Linked DNA regions of Gasterosteus aculeatus: region 2 is linked to region 1. The links are chromatin contacts, called in public Hi-C maps. All regions are on one chromosome and are shown on one strand. The core of a region is the stretch at or near the end of the contact, and the rest is flanking DNA. Distances in the headings are between cores, read along the strand shown.

Region 1 (6,070 bases), core at 1,514-4,013:
TCATGGGACAAAATCCACATATGTATATCATGAATTTCCTAATTTCACATCCAACATGTACATATTTGAATATTATGTGTGCGTTTACTCTCTTTGTGTAGCCACAGACCCTCTGATATATTTTTGATATGAGAAACCCAGGTGGATGGTTTTGTTTGTTATTTTGTGTACTTTTCTGCCTCTTTATTTATTCAACTGCAGCTCTTTCTCCTTTTTGAGCCGTCGAAGATGCGTCATTCCCTCCCCGCGTTACAGGCAACATTAGTATGGCGTTAAAGATTAAGAGAAATCCTTTCTTTACGTCCCTTCTCAATGTGCATGTTTTATTAAAAGTGTGTTTGAATATACAAAATGGTTTCAGTTGCATTCTTTCAAGAAGTATCACTCAGTGGGGATAAAAAGCTGTTTGATAGTAGGGAATTAAACTAAAACAAGACATGTAGACGCAGCATTTATTGCTCATAAAAAGCATCATGTTATGAATCACAGCCAACGTTTTGTCAGTATGCTGACATAAGATGCAGTACCTGCGTCGCATGGCTGAACCCAGCACGTAACAGCGTATCGCGCACCTTCACTCCTCGGCCGGCCGGAGGGGAGCGACGGGGTTGAACATCGGCCGCCGCTGCCGCAGGTGCAGTTTGCCGCAGCTGGTCTCGAAGTCCTTCTTGGTTCCCGCGACGACGTCCAGGCTGCCCGAGCGCACGTCGTACCCCAGGGAGGCCAGCTTCTGGATGCGGTAGAGCACGATCGGCGTGGTGAGCTCCAGCACGTTCGGGGACTCCTTCACCTGCTGCGCGCTCAGCCCGACGTCCATCAGCCCCTGGAAACGCGCCGCCAGGGTGGGCAGGGAGTGGTGCAGAACGGCCGGGCAGCGGGTCGCTATCTGCTTCAGTTCGTCCTCGGAGCAGGCCAGGGCCGCCTCCACGTAACCCAGCGCCCGGCGCATGGCCTCCGGCCGCAGCTCCGCGACGGAGGCCCTGAGGCTGGAGACCAGGCCGAGGAGCTCCTCCGTGGTGAAGCCCCGCTCCCTCAGGAAGCCCAGGCTGTCCCTCCAGGCGCCGGCCGGCCGCAGCAGGATGTGCGGGTTCTGCGCGAGGAGCTTCCGCAGCCAGACGCGCAGGTCGCCCTCGTCCCCGCCCAGCTCCAGGTAGGTCTCTCTCAGGGTGTGCACGACCTCCTTGTTGAGCCCCACGGGTCGGCTGAAGCTCTGCGGGGCGCTGGCCATCAGCTTGCCGATGATCCTGTTGCCGAGGCCCAGACTCTGGAGGAAGAGGACGTTTGCCCGCTGGTGCCCGTGGTGGGTCAGCGTGAAGAAAGAGGCCGGGAACTTCTCCACCATGCTCATCAGCTCGCGCTTGTTGGGGCACACGGACACCCAAAGGTCGCGCTGGGCTGCCGCCTCCTCCGGGCGACACAGGACCGCCTCGGGGTGCGTCTCCAGGATGCTCGCGATCGCCGTCGCGTCGGCGCCCATGTCCCGCAGCAGCTCGGCGGTTTCGCGGACGTACGCGGATCCCTCGGACAGAACCCAGGCCTTGGACTTGCGCACCTTACGGATGTCCACCGACAGCTGGTAGAGGGACCGCACGGTGAGCTGGTTCTCCGGCGTTTTAGGGGGAGGGGCCGCCGTGGAGGCGGAGGCAGAGGGCGGGCCGAGGAGCCTCAACCTCCGGCTGCAGGCGCACAGCGAGGAGGTTGTGACTCGCAGCATGGTGGACCTGAATGGAGGAGAAGTACGAGTGAGCTGAGAAGGTGGCATCAACTGTCCTAAAGTGATCAACCGCCAAGACCTTAAGCTCAGAGTTTATAAACTCCCAAACGTTCTCGCTTGTGATCCCTCGTATGATATTAAGTCTTTGTAAATGCATTAACACCGATGTCCTTAGTTATCCAGGTATGGGACAGATAAGGGGGACATTGAGTCCTACATATATAAGTTATATTTTATAACATCAGTGCGCACTACTTCACTCGGGGGGAACAAACATCCAGCCACACGTGACCGCAGCGTCTGAAAAAAAAAAAAAAACACAGACAGTCCGTTTATTTAAGAAAATATTCATTATAAAACAAGTCATTTTACCAGGTTCCGACTCCGGCCGTTCCGCTCTCATAACAGGAGAGAAAGAGGGCGGAGCAATGAGCCGCGTCATCATGACGCGACGGCGCGTGTCAGTGACGTGGCGCTGTTACGGTGGAACTACAACGAAAGAAGGACTACAAAACGCGCAACTAAAACGTGACAGAATGAAATCGCTCACTGCGTTGCACGCTGGTTGTTTAAAGAGAGAAAACGTAGCTCGATCAACTGATCAACTCTGAACAATTATTATCCACTGGCTCGATATTAATGTAACTCAATATTATATATATATATGTTTTTTTTACATGTTGTGGATGCCATTTTGCATCAGTTTACCATCGAAGCAGGTGCAAAACAATCCGTAGATATTGAGATTCCTCAGTTGAGTATTTTCTGCAAACTGCTGGAAACACTGCATGCTTCTGACCACATGAGGTCCCTGTTGCCTCGGTGTTGCCTACAAGTCTGGCTGTTTGATCCCTGATTGATTGCTCATAACGTCGGTGTGTGGATGTCACTTGGTTTGGTGCTGACGGGCATCTTGCATGAGAGGCTCCATCAGCGCGTGAACGTCACACACAACTGACATCTGCAGCGTTGGTATGCAAAAATGAGTCATGCTATTTAAGATTAATAAAAGGTTGAATACACTGCAGTGACGCACACATAATAACATTTAGTCCTGTGTGGTTTGTTTATCATTTCTATTGCCGATTTTTCACATTTTGTATTCCTTTTTTCTGTCTTCAAACGTTGCATTAAACGTTTCTAATTCCTCTTAAGGACGTCGACCCCTCAAAAGAAAAAGCAGCTCTTTTCATTGTTTCATCACGAACCGTTTGGTTTGCTCAACTCACTCTACTTGCTCTCTGCGGACGGCTTCAAACCGCAGCTATTTATAGCCTTTGTTGCCTTCCTGCGCTGATGGACACAGTTGTCCCTCACTGCCAGTAACCCGTATCGCGCCGGGACCACCTGCTGCGGTGGGCTGGCATGTGGAGCGGAGGTCCACTCTGTCGGATGAGACAGGGAACGTTCTCCTTCAAATGTGTCTTTCCTTATATGCCGCAATGAACCTATCCTCGCCGAGAGCTACAGCGGAAGAATGGAACTGAACCCCCCTCCTCCTGAAGGTGTCATCTTCCGCTGTGCACCAGAACGGCGTTCATTCTAACGAGGCCGATGCCACCGTTTACTTTGAATTCTCAGACCCGACGGAGCTCCTGAACCTCCAACCCAGACCCCCCCCCCAGTCAGTTATCTCATGCGTTTGTCGACTTCATCACAACTCAAGACTCGGGAACATTAATTGTTGACACAGCGTTGCATCGTGGGAGCAATTACGCTTTAATCCAGGCAGCGCTGAGAGGCGAAGAGCCTCCGATAGCAAGAATGTTTTAATTACATTCCAGCGTGGAGACTCGTCTTTGTCTTTGTTCTTGCTGGCGATCCCCTGATGGAAAATAATAACAGTTATTGGTGAAACAATAACTTTACGCAGATGTGAATCGACATTAAACGGATGAAGACAAACCCCAGAGATGCCAGGCTGTAGTTTTTTATTTCAAGGTGGCGGCTGTTTTTGGAGAATGTGACAGCTGTAACTTCCCCTCATTAAAGTCCTCCCCGGCTCCGAGGCCGCATGGAACTCCTCCAAACACCACGGTGGCCTTTAAACCTTCACGATGGATTAGCAGGCCCCCCCCCCTCCCCCCAAACCGGGCGTGAAATACGACCTACAGGGGTGAAGCACATCGATCTCCATTTATCCGCTGCTTCCACGTCGCTGAGGCCTCAGAAGGCCTGTAGAAGTTCTCTGTCATTTGTCCCTGATGATGTTGCTGTGTGGGACTGGAGAGCACAAGTGTGTGTGTGTGTGTGTGTGTGTGTGTGTGTGTGTGTGTGCGCGGATCTGAAATAGTCTCATCTTGTCCTTACAAAGGAATGAGGAGGCGCCGCAGGGTCATAGAGGAGGGCGGGGAAGGGGGGGTCAAGCGTAGCTGAAGGTTTGTTGAGGAGAAAATAGACTTCTCCATCTGTCTCAAAGTCCGCCCCGCGGCTGACCCCCCCCCCCCCCCCCCCCCACTCTGGAGACTCTGGAGGTCACGTGGTTAAAAAAGAAAAACCAGGCGAACCCCTTAAAAGCCCCCGAGCAGGCCCCGAGAAGCAAGTCGTCCCGCAGCTGGTCTCAGTGGTCGCCCTGCCTCCTCCCGCCTAGAAGGCCTCCATCATGTCAGACAGCGAGGAGTACAACGAGCTGGAGGAGGAAGAAGCCGAAGAAGAGGAGCGGGAGGAGGATGAGGCGGAGGCGGCAGAGCCCGAGGAGGACTGCAAGCGGAGGCCTAAAACGACTTACGTGCCCAACATCGCCCCTCCGAAGCTCCCGGACGGCGAGAAGGTGGACTTCGACGACCTGCACCGCAGGCGCCTGGAGAAGGACTTCGACGACCTCCAGACGCTGATAGAGTCGCACTTCTCCGCGCGGCAAAAGGAGGAGGAGGAGCTCCTGGCGCTGCGCGGCCGCATCGAGCGCCGCCGCTCCGACCGCGCGGAGCAGCAACGCGTGCGCGCCGAGCGGGAGCGGGAGCGCGCGGCGCGCCTCGCCGGGGAGAGGGCGCGCCGCGAGGAGGAGGCGGCGGCCAAGCTGCGCGCCGACGAGGAGGCGAAGAAGAAGAAGACCTTCACCAGCAAGTCGTTCGGCGGCTACCTGCAGAAGGCGGACCAGAGGAAGGGCAAGAAGCTGACGGCGCGGGAGGAGAAGAAGAAGGCGCTGACGGAGCGCCGGAGGCCGCTCAACATCGACCACCTGAGCCAGGAGAAGCTGGCGGACAAGGCGCGCGACCTGTGGCGGTGGCTCCAGCAGCTGCACGCGGAGAAGTTCGAGCTGGCCGAGAAGCTCAAGAGGCAGAAGTACGACATCCACGTGCTGCGGAACCGCGTCAGCGACCACCAGCGGGGCTCCAAAGGGCCCAAGACCTCCCGCGGGGCAAAGGGCAAGTCCGGCTCCTGGAAGTGAGCGACTGGATCGCCGAGTTGTTCCTGGACTGTGTCTTATTGGGGGGGGGGGATCGTAAATGAATGTTGTTGTCGACTTTATTAAACGTGATGTGTGGTGGTGTTAATAGCAAATTCTCCATGCAGCGTTTCTCTTTGCAAAACAACACTATTTCCACCTGTACAGACAGTATTTTCCTCCACCTTCCCCTGAAACTACATGTGTGTGTTCATTAAATATAATCTGCCCGAAAGTCCACCTGGCTACATTCTAACTCGTGCACGCGTACACACAATGAACCTCTGGAGTCGTTTTAAATAAAAGCCAGAGAGACCCCGTCGTTACCTAATTGAATGGCAGCATGTCACTTGTTGACGCCCAGCAGGTGTTGCCCAGCTGACTCTCAGGAGACTCATTTAGACCCTCTGTGTAGGCCCCCCCCCCCCCCCCCCCCCCCCCCCGCTGCCGAGCGAGGGGTCGCGACCCGAATAGTCTGCAGAGAGAGACGTGGTCTTCAGAGAGTTCCACTGCAAGGAACTCATCTCCCCCTCTGGTCCTTTTGGCGACGCGTGAGTTTGACTCTTCAAGCTGTTGTTCACTTTGGATGGGCAGAAGATGGCAGCCTACAGGTGGGTACAAGATTTGATGAAATCCTCACGCGTATATATATATATTCTTTGCCTTTTAAGTCCTGGAATGCCGTCCCGCTGGAGGTCAAACGAAGGTCAACGTGTGCCGCACAAAAATGTTATTTCCACTGGGTGGAAGTAGAGCGCCAGATTGTAGCCGACTCCTCCAACACACACGCTGGAAAACCATGTTCAATCACATAACGGAATGTGTGTGCACGCAATACATATTGATTTGATGAAAATAGATTCCAGGTGTCTGTACATTTTGTCATTTGATATTTGCCTTTGAACTAATTGGAAAAGACCTTATTTTCAGAAAGTCCATATTGTAACTTTTGTGGAGTGTCTTGGAACATC
Region 2 (6,070 bases), core at 923-3,422, 140 kb before region 1:
CCTGTGCAAGCAGGGCTCCGAGGTCAAAGCCTTCGGCGCCGGCTTGCTTTCATCGTTTGGCGAGCTGCAGGTAAGAGGGGAGAGAGGGGAGGGAGGGGGGAGACGTCCTCGTACACTGACGCTCGTTTTTTTCTTTCAGTACTGCTTGTCGGACAAGCCCACAATCCTGCCCTTTGACCCCGCCAAGACCAGCCTCCAGAAGTACCCCATCACGGAGTACCAGCCCGTTTACTTTGTGGCGGAGAGCTTCGAGGACGCCAAAGAGAGAGTGAGGCGAGTGAATCTCACACACACACACACACACACACACACACACACACAGAAGGATCAAGTAGAATATTTTTGTTTTAAACGTTCACTTCCTCCTTACAGGAAATTTGCGGCCACCATCCCGAGGCCTTTCACGGTGCGCTACAACGCCTACACCCAGAGCATCGAGGTGCTGGACAACAGTCAGCAGCTGAGGAACCTGGCCGACAGCATCCACAGTGCGTAACAATCATCATCGATGTCACACTGATTTACTGACCAGCCCACAAAGAACGGTGCCGTGCGGCAGACTCACAAGGTCACAGGTCACAAGCGCTTTACTTTCTATCACTGGCGATTGAAAAGAAGGTCCCCCATGAATATCTTCATGAAAAAATCTACTAGATCGTTAGGATCAATATTGTAAAACGGACAAATACATTAAGAGCAATATGAAAAGGACATTAGCAGGAAACCCAGTTTGCTAGTGAGGAACTTTAAGACACTGTATTAATTCTAGAAATTCTAAAAACAGCCTTAGGTTGTTCATTTTTTTTGTCTAAATATTGATTGTTTTTTTTCTTCTTTCAGGCGAGATGGACAAACTGTGCGAAGCCCTGAAGAAACTGGATTAAGTGTGAATGTTCTCTGAACCGAAAGCGCTCTGAGAATCTCTGTGTTCAATAAGGTTTCAGACGTCTTTTCTTTCTTTGTAGTTAAACAAATATATAATGGCATTATTACAGTGACAATCATATCCGTATTAATAAAGATAATAATAATCACTAAACCCAGTGTGTAAACATTAAAATTTATGTGTAATATTATGTAAAAACCGCAGAAGTGACGATTTTCTTCAGCATGCAGATATTTTTTTTGGCCACAAAACATTATGTTTTGTATGTATGGAATGTTTTGATGAAACAATAAACATTTCTCTTCTTTCTTTGTCATGTGTGTCTTCCTTTACTCGTAGCTCCTTTTTGTATTTTAATAATATTATCCTTGCAGAATCATGTGTGGGACATCGAACAACCAATTAACCTATTAATGGGTTATTAGAACTGTTATTAAGTAATGAATGAGTAAGATTTAGGGTCTTATATTATTAAAATGTGTTATATTGTATGGTCATCCGTATGAGTCAATGACAAATAAGGCGTCTAAGAAGGGAGCTATATAAAACGTCTAAAAGAGAAAAAGAAAAAAAACAGCAGTTTGTAAAAAATATAAAAGTCCTAACAGTTGTTATAAAAAAAAAGGTTGATATATATGTCCTACTATTTGGTCAACGCTTGTGAAGATTTGTTTGAGAAGATGCAAAACAAAGGTTTTTGAATCAACTAAACAGTTTACATGTTGGGGTATTTAAAAATAAAATGGCTTATTTATTTAAGCATATGCATGGCAGATTATTTTATTTTACTATATTAACCCTTAAATGCTTTTCTCAATCGTTTTTTGTTAATTCGCTTAAACGTTGTGCTTCTTGACAATTGCCGGGTAAAAACATAAAATTGGAAAATATTCAAAATGTATTGAAACTAGGTTTTATAGAATAAAATGATATATGTCATGAATTGATATAATTATTTTTAAAGTGAGAGAAATGGACTCACAAAAATACCATAACATTACATATTTTTAGTGTAAATATATCTGTTAAATAGTTTGAGTTATTCCTTTTTTAATTAATAGAAAGTCCCCGTGTTCAACAAAAACCGCTTAATCTCCACAAATCCAGAAGAACTGCGCTTGATGCACTTAAATAAATAATAATAATAAATAAATAACCTAACAACAACAACCTCTCTCTCTTCTATGACTCATTTTGTGGTCTGTTGTCACCTCCCCCTTTTTTTTTTGGGCCCCCAGAAGAGACATAATCATGACGTAAATCAGGCCCTGAAGAGCCCGACTCATCTCCATGGAGCCTCTGATGACGGTTCTACTTAAGCGCGCAGGTGTCGGTGGCGCGCATCCAATTTGGCTGCGGTCCCGAACCCGAGGAGTCTGCGGCGGCGGAGCCATGAAGACGGAGGGCGGCGCGCAGGCGCCACCGTTCGCCGGGAGGAAGCAGAGCCTGATCGAGGACGCTCGCCGGGAGCGCGGCAGCGGCTCCGCGGGCCCCCCGGGGCCCTCCCGGCACGCCGACGGCCTCGTGTTCGAGGAGAAGGACGGCCGGGTCACGATCAACGTGCTCTTCGCCCTCAGCGGGGAGAAACACGCGGGCTTCTTCAAGACCGGGAAGATTTTCGAGGTACGATTATTTTACTGCGTCCAAAAAACACCTTTTTAATCGATTTTTATTAAAAAGGCAAAAATCCTACAATGATGTCATGTGTTTATGTGAAATAGAACGCTGCGATTTAAAATACAAAAAGGCCTAATTGAGTAAATGCTTAGTTAATTACACTAATGCGCACTGCTTATTATCTCTAATTCCTGACTGCAACAGTAACATTACTGGTGTAAACGTGTTTTAATGTAATGTAGCATCACCTGAAGTTAAAGGTGCGTTGAGGTTGTAGCCCCTCACATTTCCTCATAACAAAGACAAAAACGCGACTACAAAGCCAGTGAGGAGCTTCTTCTTGCACGGAAAGAATAACCTTGGTCCTCCACAGACGTTCGAGGCCAAACTTCTCCACGTCGAAAGCCGCCCGGGGAGGAAGTCGAAGAACGGCGCCACTGACCTGGAGTTCTTCATGAAGTGCGAGGTGCACAGCTCCGACCTGGACGTCTTCGTCAACTCACTGAAGAGGGTGGTCGACGACGTGCGCTCCGTCCCGGAGGAAAAGGGTGCACGGTTTCATCACTGCGCTTTTTTGTTGTCGTGTTTCATTGAACACTTAAAACCAATTACTGGTCCTTTCATATGACAAAAGCATTAATTACATCTTTTGCCTCTCGTCACAGTTCCATGGTTCCCCCGACAGATAAAAGACCTCGACAGGTGCAACATGTTAATAACCAAATTTGATCCAGACATGGACCAGGATCATCCAGTGAGACTCTCCGTTCATCTGCTACAGGATCTCAGTTTTTAATGACATGTAGGCCGATTTGTACTAATGTCGTGTCTTATTGGTTTGTCCCTCAGGGACACAGCGATCCGGAGTACAGAAAACGACGGGCCTTCATCTCGGAGCTCGCCTTCACGCACAAACAGTGAGTCGGGCGCTCCTCCGTCTCCATGAGCCGCCGCGCCGTCTCTCTTACGTGGGATATCGTCTCTGTCACAGGGGGGAGCCGCTGCCCACCGTGGAGTACACGGCAGAGGAAGTGTCCACGTGGTGAGGAGGAAGCGCAGGTTACAAAAAGGGCCGGGGGGGGCGCAAGATTACCGTGCGTAATGGTGTGCGTGATCGCTGTGTTGAAAGGAGGCACGTCTACCGGCAGCTGAGGGGCATTTATCCCGGCCTGGCCTGCAGGCAGTTCCTGGACGGGCTGCAGCAGCTGGAGGAGGAGGCCGGCTACGGAGAGGACCGCATCCCTCAGCTCAGGGAGGTCTCCGCCTTCCTCAAAGGTGACGGGAACCTTTAGATCCAGGACAGTCTCTGCGGGACATGGTAAAGAAGTAGAATTCTGGGGGAGGTGTTAGTGTCTTTGGGAGAAAAGGTGAGCGAGATGAGAAACCAGGTAGTATAGGGGGCAGTTAAATGACGATAGGGACCAACGATGCCATAAAATGTGGGCTCATAAGCATATTTTTTCTGCGGCTTTTCAGGCAAAACCGGTTTCCAGCTGCGTCCAGTCGCCGGCCTGCTGTCGGCCAGAGACTTCCTGTGCAGTCTGGCCTTCAGGGTGTTTCAGTGCACGCAGTACATCCGCCACTCCTCTGCGCCCATGCACTCCCCCGAGCCGTGAGTCATCGTGTCAGGCCCGATTCATTCATTCATTCATTCGTTCATTCGTTCATTCATTCGACCCCGCTTCCGTCCGCTCCCACAGAGACTGCTGCCACGAACTCCTCGGCCACATCCCCATGCTGGCGGACAAAGAGTTTGCGCAGTTCTCCCAGGTAACCGCGTACCGCCAGGTCACTTCCTGTGACGTCATCGGGGGGGGGGGGGGGGGGGGGTCTGGGGTGTCGGACCTTTCATTCTATTTCCCTTGCACTATTGCAGGAGATTGGACTGGCCTCGCTCGGAGCTTCAGATGAAGACATTGAGAAGCTCTCGACGGTAGGTTTGTACTACAAACTACAAAAAAAGGTTCCTGAAGTGCCGTTTTTTAAGTAAAGGATAATTCAACCTAAAGCGATTCTCATTTTGTACCATCTGTCTTTGTGCTGGAATCATTTCACACGTTACCTGCTGCGTTGTTTGACTTCTTCTGGACCGAACCTTGGATACGAACCGGTCATCCTCTGAGGGAAAGAAGCGCTCCCCGTGTCGCGCAGTGGGCCTTCACTGCCGCCTAGTGGCCTAAATAAAACACTTCTTGTCCCTCATCAGTTGTATTGGTTCACGGTGGAGTTCGGCCTCTGCAAGCAGAACGGGGCGGTGAAAGCTTACGGCGCCGGACTCCTGTCGTCCTACGGGGAGCTCGTGGTCAGTTAGTGCAAACGTTTCGCTGCGTATTCCTGTTTTGTTGTCGCCGGGGGGAGGGGGGGTACCTACAGCCCGTGACCTTTGACCCCCGTCTCCAGTATGCGCTGTCTAACGAGCCCGAGTACAAGCCGTTTAACCCCGAGGAGATGGCGACGCAGCCGTACCAGGACCAGACCTACCAGCCGGTTTACTTTGTCTCGGAGAGCTTCGAGGACGCCAAGACCAAGATGAGGTCTGCACACTTACACTTATCTCATGGTTGTCAATCAATGGAAAGGTTGAGGATAAGTTCTTGTTTCTCCGTAGGCTTCTCTTCTTAATGTTGTCCTTTACAGAGTGGAGTTACCCCTAAATGACGTTTTCTCTTAATATTTGTGCACACTTCTGTATCCCTGCCTCTGTTCATCGCCCCGGTGCGTTTCGTTCACGTCCACAGGAGATACTCTGCCACCATCAAGCGTCCCTTTGCGGTTCGCTACGACCCCTTTACCTGCAGCGTGGAGGTTCTGGATCAGCCCGGCAAGATCCAGGACAGCCTGAGCCGGCTGAGAGAAGACCTGAAGACCCTTCAGAGCGCCTTGGAGAAGTTCAGCTAATCCGAGGAAAGTCCTGCAGAAACAGAAGGATGCACCTTTGGCCCGTGTGAATATATGAGATCTACTGTTACAAAGAACACGTAAAGTCTGTTTGTGTGGTGGCACATTTGTTTGAGTGTTTCCTGTATCATGTAAAAGAATATATAAAACAAATATTTTCATAATGTCTTCAACACATACTTTGTTAAGTATTTAGTTTGCTTCTTTGGTGAAAGTACTTTTAAAAGTCCTGTATTTTAAACTTTATTTAAATAAAAGTATTGTCAGCAAGAGAGAGAGAGAGAGAGAATATGACCTTATAGGAGATTTCTTAGCTTTTTAATTCCAAACCGACTATTTCCATTTGGAAAATTCTCGGAAGCCATTTATCTTCATCTGTTATTAAGCAAAGGGAAGGAGCTAATTATGCATGATTTAGGTATCGCGTTGCCTGCGCTGGCACCGGCGCCTTGGTGGAGCTCCAGGTCACCGGGACCTCCACCAAGGCGCGCCTCTGCTGACGGACGCGCTCTTCCCTCTTCACGTGTCCTGAAGATCGGGGACAAATCACCTCCGTGTGCGTCGGTCGGCGCGTCGGGTAAACCAAGCCCCGCTGCGGCCTCGATCCTAAACCCCCTGTCTATGCGGGGGGGGGTGTTAAAGCAAGTGGATCTACTGCTTGACGTGCAG

The links. A called contact is a pair of places that touch in the nucleus more often than the background predicts.
Region 2: a contact with region 1 is called in a Hi-C map of skeletal muscle, with 2.0 times the contacts expected there. The contact joins the promoter of th2 here to the promoter of LOC120816946 in region 1. A contact is called at or near these places in 2 of 6 Hi-C or Micro-C datasets (both in skeletal muscle).

The regions. Positions count from the first base shown.
Region 1 is chr4:33,709,159-33,715,228 of fGasAcu3.hap1.1, reverse strand. LOC120816946 (troponin T, cardiac muscle isoforms) reads left to right here and starts at 2,763. Exons shown (of 1, transcript XM_078100502.1): 1 at 2,763-5,337. The coding sequence starts at 4,317. The coding sequence ends at 5,102. LOC120816945 (transcription termination factor 2, mitochondrial) reads right to left here and starts at 2,162. Exons shown (of 2, transcript XM_040172638.2): 1 at 2,087-2,162; 2 at 439-1,721. The coding sequence starts at 1,714. The coding sequence ends at 575. LOC120816944 (cryptochrome-1) reads left to right here. Exons shown (of 13, transcript XM_078100501.1): 13 at 1-352.
Region 2 is chr4:33,847,802-33,853,871 of fGasAcu3.hap1.1, reverse strand. It overlaps th2 (tyrosine hydroxylase 2), which reads left to right and starts at 2,172. Exons shown (of 12, transcript XM_040175198.2): 1 at 2,172-2,509; 2 at 2,877-3,051; 3 at 3,169-3,257; 4 at 3,353-3,420; 5 at 3,495-3,545; 6 at 3,633-3,778; 7 at 3,980-4,115; 8 at 4,204-4,273; 9 at 4,380-4,436; 10 at 4,710-4,805; 11 at 4,904-5,037; 12 at 5,242-5,677. The coding sequence starts at 2,177. The coding sequence ends at 5,401. It overlaps pah (phenylalanine hydroxylase), which reads left to right. Exons shown (of 13, transcript XM_040175200.2): 10 at 1-70; 11 at 140-273; 12 at 373-488; 13 at 841-1,192. The coding sequence ends at 884.